Linked DNA regions of Mus musculus: region 1 is linked to region 2. Evidence: chromatin contacts called from public HiChIP or PLAC-seq data. All regions are on one chromosome and are shown on one strand. Each heading gives the region's core, a stretch centred on a gene start, on an enhancer-like site or on the middle of the called end of the contact. The rest is flanking DNA. Distances are from core to core; before and after follow the strand shown.

Region 1 (2,931 bases), core at 35-2,534, 150 kb before region 2:
GAACCTTGTATAGAGGACTGAGTCTTTCACACATGAACTCTTGTGGAGACATCTCATGTCTGGACTACAACACAATCTCCAAATTATTGCCATCAATCTATTTATGGTATCTAGACTGTCCACTTATGACTGGTTCAACTACCATGGCAGCAGTCTTAGAATCAATCCTCATGCTTCTAGGACAAAGCCCTCTAGGACATTCTCTATTCTGCTATTGGAAGAATTGTGCTAAAACAACAACCCGGTGTATTACTCATTGCCAGCAGGTAGACTGGATGATATGTAAGGATTGATATTGTTCATCAACTTAATGCCATCTAGAATCCCCAGGGAAACAACCTGGAGCACGTTAGTGAGGAGTTTTCTAGATTAGGCTAGTTGAGGTGGGAAAACCTACTCTAACTGTCAGACTGAATGAAAAGGAGAGAGTGAGTCGAGCAGCAGCATCATTTCTCTCTTCAGGCTTCGGCTACCATGACTTCTGCAGCATGAGCTTAAACTGTGAGCCAGAATAAGCCACTCATTCCTCAGGTTGGCTCTGTCAGGCCTCTTGTCCCAGAAGCATGTAGAATGACTAACACAGTATGTGACATTCTGTCACAGACCTATCTCTCTCTGTCTTCCCTTTGACCTCTGTGAATCAGCAATGCTCCACTTCTTTCCAGATGTCTAACCCCTCACTCACTTTCTGCCCATCCCCACTCCCTGCTGGGCTAGCTTCCTCTGTACGTGTAGACCCAGTTAAGTGGTTCTCCTTTATTTGCTCCAGAATCCCATGGGTCCCACACTTATCTTGTCCTCTCTGCTCAAGTATAAAAGCTCTTTGTTGCACATCATTTTACACTCAGAGCCTGAGACGCAGCATATGTTCAGCTAATCTTTGCTGGATAAATGAGGAGTGTATAATTGATCTATTTCCCAGGTAAAGAATCAGCGGTTAACTCACACCTCCGAGTGACGCAGGAAGTCTAATTCAGTATTGTTTCCAAGATATCATCTATCAGTGCTCACAGAGACCTTGCTGACATACACAATGGAATGGAACCTTTCTAGCACGAGATACCACTCTGCAGGCTTGTCTGTTTGTGACAGAAAAGCAGCACTCAGTAACTACCAGGGAACAAAGAATGCACGTGACTGATCCAGGAAGACGAAGACTGGAAATGGAGGGTGCACATTTCAGTTCTGTGTGGTCTTTTAGCGATCAGTTCCTCTCAGACTCTCTCTGTCTCCATAACATGAATGGGCATGGTGTTTAGTCTTCTGTTTAATGTACTTCCCCATATGCCACGCGTCACGTGTCACAGTGCTCTTTAAACTACTTCCTTGCATTGGCTTTGAGAGCGTTTGGTCCCAGCAGCATGTAGAATAACTAACATTGTGTGTGTGTGTGTGTGTGTGTGTGTGTGTGTGTGACATTCTTTCCTAAAGGACTGAGCAAGTGACCGCTGAGATGTATCGGGAAATATGTATACTCTGAAACTTGACCTAGGTATCCTAAATGACACGCTGGTCTCAGATATAGAAACTTCTACCATTCCACTGCTGGCTTCTAACCAGTAATCAAGATTCCATTTAATCCCTGCCTAAATATCCCTAGCTCATGTTATGGAAGAGCTGACACTAGGTGGAATGGATTTTGAATATATAAAGTAGTACGGGTGTCTCCCTCAGCCAGTTAGCCTAGTTTGAGTAAAGTAGGTATTTTACTGTAACTGTCTGAAGGAAATTTCCCAGCCTGTATCTTCTAATGGAGCAAGGACTCCAGGCTAGTCCAGTGCAGGGTCAGGTTCAAACACACAGACCAATCTTCCACTCACTCTGTTACCAGCAGGTCCTGATTGTGGTTATAGGTGACATCACTCATAAACACAGTCAAACTAGAGGCCAGTTAAATACCTGTGGCCTCACCTCATGCATAAAGACCTCAGCTGTAGTCAAGTTTTTCAACGGGGAAATTCTTAGAGAATGGAGCAACTAATTCCATTTGAGCTAGAGGTAGAAACAGTAGCTGAAAAGACACTGGAGAGAAAACCTGAGGTGAAGTTTAGGCAGAGGTGTCATGGTGACCTGAAAATATGAAGAAGCAGACACTGAGTTTGTAAATATTCAGAGGCCCCTCTTATATTTTCTGGTATAACGTAGTCTGGAATAAAGACTGGGTTAAAGGGAGAAGAGTAGTAGATGACAAGGTGACAAGGCTTACTTAACTGCAAATGCAAACTACAGCTTCTGAAGAGCTGTCTCTGGGTCCGCACCACGTTCTGATCCAGTTCCATGCTCAGAAATGTACAGGACTGGTTCTGACGCTTTGATTTAATTGCGAATCTGTGTTTATTTATGCTGAAGGTCCTTGCTCTCAAATGATTTTTGATCTATCAATAAAAATGCCAGTGGCGAGTGGCTGGCTGGAAAGAAAGAGGTAGGACTTCCAGGTTTCCACAGTCAAGGAGAGAGAGGGCAGGAAGAAGAGAATCAAGATACTTGGAGAGAGACGGAACAGACTCAGAGCTACAGGGGAGATCTTCTAAAATGTAGGCAAGGGAAAGAGGCCCATGAAAGGGGAGCCCAAGAGCATCTTGGGCAGCAAGACCAACTACACCGAGGGGAGATTTAGAGTCCTTGAGCTATGAGTAAAGGGAAGGGCACGATAGCTTCAGGAGGCTTAGAAGAGCCCAGCCACTGAGCCAGTAAGACAGGTTAAAAATGAGCTAATGTGTGCGTGTCCTTCATCCAAGGATCTGAAATAGTTCCTGGGCAGATGTACAGCTGCAACTCACTGGGAGCTCAAGGTGGTCTAGCCCAGACTACCCACTACACAGAAAGGTACGTCCTACGACACTGCCTGCTTTTCATTTCATCAGCTTTCTTCTCTAGAAATATTGTGATAACAACCACTTGTTATCATGTAATAGATAAACAAGACACCAT
Region 2 (2,845 bases), core at 43-2,542:
CACAAGGATTTTGGAAGCATCAAGCGACCCTGACTCTACCCACATGCTGGCAATCTTTATTTATGGAGCTTCTCAACAGGAAGGAAGTTGAGCTTTTAAGGACAAATGGATCTTGCAAGGTTTTAAAGCTCCATCAAAGAAATGCAGTCTAAAATGTTCCATTCTACCAGGAAGAACGTCACCCATGACACAAAGTTGGAACAAGGCTGCCCTTGGATTGCGTGCCGGTGAAGACCTTCGTTGTTCCTTCTGGGTCATCACACACTTAGCTTAGAGCACACTCAGAGTCGTGGGTTCAAGGACCACGGAGAGCAAGTTTTCTTCACCAAGGCTAGTGCTCTCCAGACCTTCTGTAGCTGCTGAGCTGGAAGCCACCTTCTTTCTAGATTCTTCAGAGTCACTGTACTCGAGAAGAAGCCAAAGTAATGACAAGTGAAGGAAGAAGAAAGAAGGCCTGTGAAGCACTGGTGAGCATCATAGGCCTTTAAGGGCTGGCTCGGAGCTCCTGCCCGGGATCTCAGAGCACAGGCAGCTCTGTGCAGGAGCTTGACTGGCCACTTTATATGTTACTTTGTTGAATTCAAAAGGAATAGAAAAGTTCAATGAAGTCCTTGTTGATGCATTTGTCCAAAGAAACATTCGGCCAGGTGGATTTTAATTTCATGTTGACTGTAGTATTGTTTTAGCCGTGCTCCCTGTGGCTGTGGCTGCTCTAGTAGTATCCCTTTCCTGGAAGGCTGCCTTCAAACACTCCATTATTATAACATTTCGTTTGCTTGTTTTTGATTGGTTTGGTTTGATTTTTTTTTTTGAGACAGGGGTTTTCTGTGAGCTCTGGAACTCACTGTGTAGATCAGGCCATAAACTCAGAGATCTGCTTGCCTCTGCCTCCCAAGTGCTGGGATTAAAGGTATGTGCCACCACGCTTTATCATAATTGTATCATCTTAACTCTAATTCAGCCTACTGGGTTGATTCAAAGGCATATTTTCTTTTCCTTTTAAGTATGCTAAAATTAAAGTACTGCCTTTTTATGCCTTTTATATTGTTGATAACCAGGACCAAATACAAGAACACTTCTTTTTTTTTCTCATAAGTTTTTACATTCTGATTTCAGAATTTCATATATTCAAAGCTTGCCCTTCAAGTTTCCATAGGGAGAAAGGCTCTTCTGGAAGGCTTGAGGAAAACACTGGAATTTGGCCAGTAAGGTCAGGCTGGGTTACAGGCCTCTGTGGGGCCAAAGTCCAAAGCAACAAGCAAGAGGAAAGCACTCCTTGCAAGCTGCTTCTTCTTCTTCCTCTTTTTTTTTTTTTTTTTTTTTTTAAAAAACTTCCCCTTTCAGAGTCATTAGAGCACTTGTGTGTGTGTGTTTTATTATTTCAGCAACTCCTTCTACAGGGATGTGTTCTCTTCATGCACAGAAGCCCTGTTCAAACATTACCAAGAAGACTGATAAGAAGAAAAAGCATCCACTGATGAGTTCTCAGAAAGAAAGCATTAGATTTAACGACAGGGCAATACTGCTATGATTACTCGGCCCAGCTGACAGCGAGGTTGCCAGGCAGCACTTGTTCTGCCAAGAACGGCGGGAGAATGAGGCAACCATGTGGTTTGTATTACCAGGGTTTTTTTTTCCCCCACTAAAGTTTTTCAAGGTTCAGAAAGCGAACGTCACCCCCAATGATAATTCAGTTTGGAACAGCTACATTTTCTAATGCTGCGTTCAGCGACTGTGGATGTGTTTGCATCCTCATATGTGTGCTCACATTTTCACAATGAGGATGAGATAAAGTACAGCATCTCTCAAGACCCCACTGGATGCAAATAGCCAACCTCCAGGCCAAATTCTGCGCTTTCAAAAAAGAAAGAGAAAGATTAAAAACCTCCCTTGCATTTCCCAGGCTTCTACTTACAGCCTTTAAGAAGACAGCACAGAAAAAAGAAGCCAAAGCCAAGTTCAGCGCAGCTCTCGTCTACGTACTTGGTCCAGCCAACTTTAGAGTTGGAGTTGATTAAAAAGAAAAGTCATAATTTACCACAAACTAATCAGTCTGTGTAAAAACCATAAAATTAAAATGTTTTCATTGTTTTTTATTTTTTTTGTCATCTGATTTTTTTTCCACTTACAAGAGGTTGACAAATCTAAAATTATCCAGATTTTGGAATAATCTTGGGTCTTCTTGGAAATACTATTCTCAGGAAGTCAGAAATACTAAATTTCAACAAATGATTAAATTCTTAAGCAAATTTGCAGTCATACAGTTGGTGGATCTGCATTGATTTTAGTAAAATTCCTTGTGAATTAAGTCCCTTCTTCACAGAAATGCATATACCTCTGACCCTGTCTACTTTGTCAACCTTCCTACCATGCTGATCTCATGCAACTCTAAAAGAAACAGAGTTTTAAGAAGTCATTTTCTTCAAAACTGCTGGAGTTTAGATGTCCTTATTGCCTTATTAGTTTTATGGCTTCTGGAAGATCTACTATGATTGCCCCTGGAAAGTAGGCCCTTTTCCCAGAGGATATAAGGGGACGAAAGAATCCATAGCTGCGGCAGTCATACATTTCTGCCAAGACTTTTAAACAAAGAAGAAAAACTCTATTTGTCAGTCAGAATGATCTGGTCTAAGCAAAAATGAGGGCCTGTTTAGAGAGATTCCATCAAGAATAGTCATTTGGACTCCAAAAATATGCTTCAGAAAACACTAAATTAGTTTTGTCAAAATATAACCTTTGTCCTCAAAACAATGTTATTCTACATAGCATCTGTCTGTCTGCCCATCCATTACCCCAACCCTTTCACTGAGGCATTCAGCAAGAATTATTGAATTTTTACCGTGTT

Evidence for each region. HiChIP or PLAC-seq counts read pairs in DNA pulled down with a chosen protein or histone mark.
Region 1: a contact with region 2 is called in an H3K27ac HiChIP or PLAC-seq map of microglia, with 4 times the contacts expected there. The contact joins two enhancer-like sites. A contact is called at or near these places in 1 of 484 Hi-C or Micro-C datasets (nephron progenitors), 6 of 115 datasets of contacts at active chromatin or transcription factors (a beta-TC-6 cell line, bone marrow-derived macrophages, embryonic stem cells and 3 more) and 1 of 9 other capture datasets (embryonic stem cells).

Annotation. Positions count from the first base shown.
Region 1 is chr10:17,667,939-17,670,869 of GRCm38.p6, reverse strand. It overlaps Gm32543 (a long non-coding RNA gene), which reads left to right. Exons shown (of 4, transcript XR_001779719.1): 2 at 2,739-2,826. All of the region lies in intron 2 of Gm32656 (a long non-coding RNA gene), which reads right to left. Among named protein-coding and RNA genes, the nearest start is that of Gm32656, 9.6 kb to the right of the region's middle. Within about 2 kb of position 1,284, at least 32 of the 459 cell types and tissues checked have an H3K27ac peak or open chromatin away from gene starts, as enhancers often do. A contact at or near this core is called in bone marrow-derived macrophages and microglia, where this site is marked.
Region 2 is chr10:17,520,843-17,523,687 of GRCm38.p6, reverse strand. All of the region lies in intron 3 of Gm32543 (a long non-coding RNA gene), which reads left to right. Among named protein-coding and RNA genes, the nearest start is that of Gm32656, 140 kb to the left of the region's middle. Within about 2 kb of position 1,292, at least 119 of the 459 cell types and tissues checked have an H3K27ac peak or open chromatin away from gene starts, as enhancers often do. A contact at or near this core is called in bone marrow-derived macrophages and microglia, where this site is marked.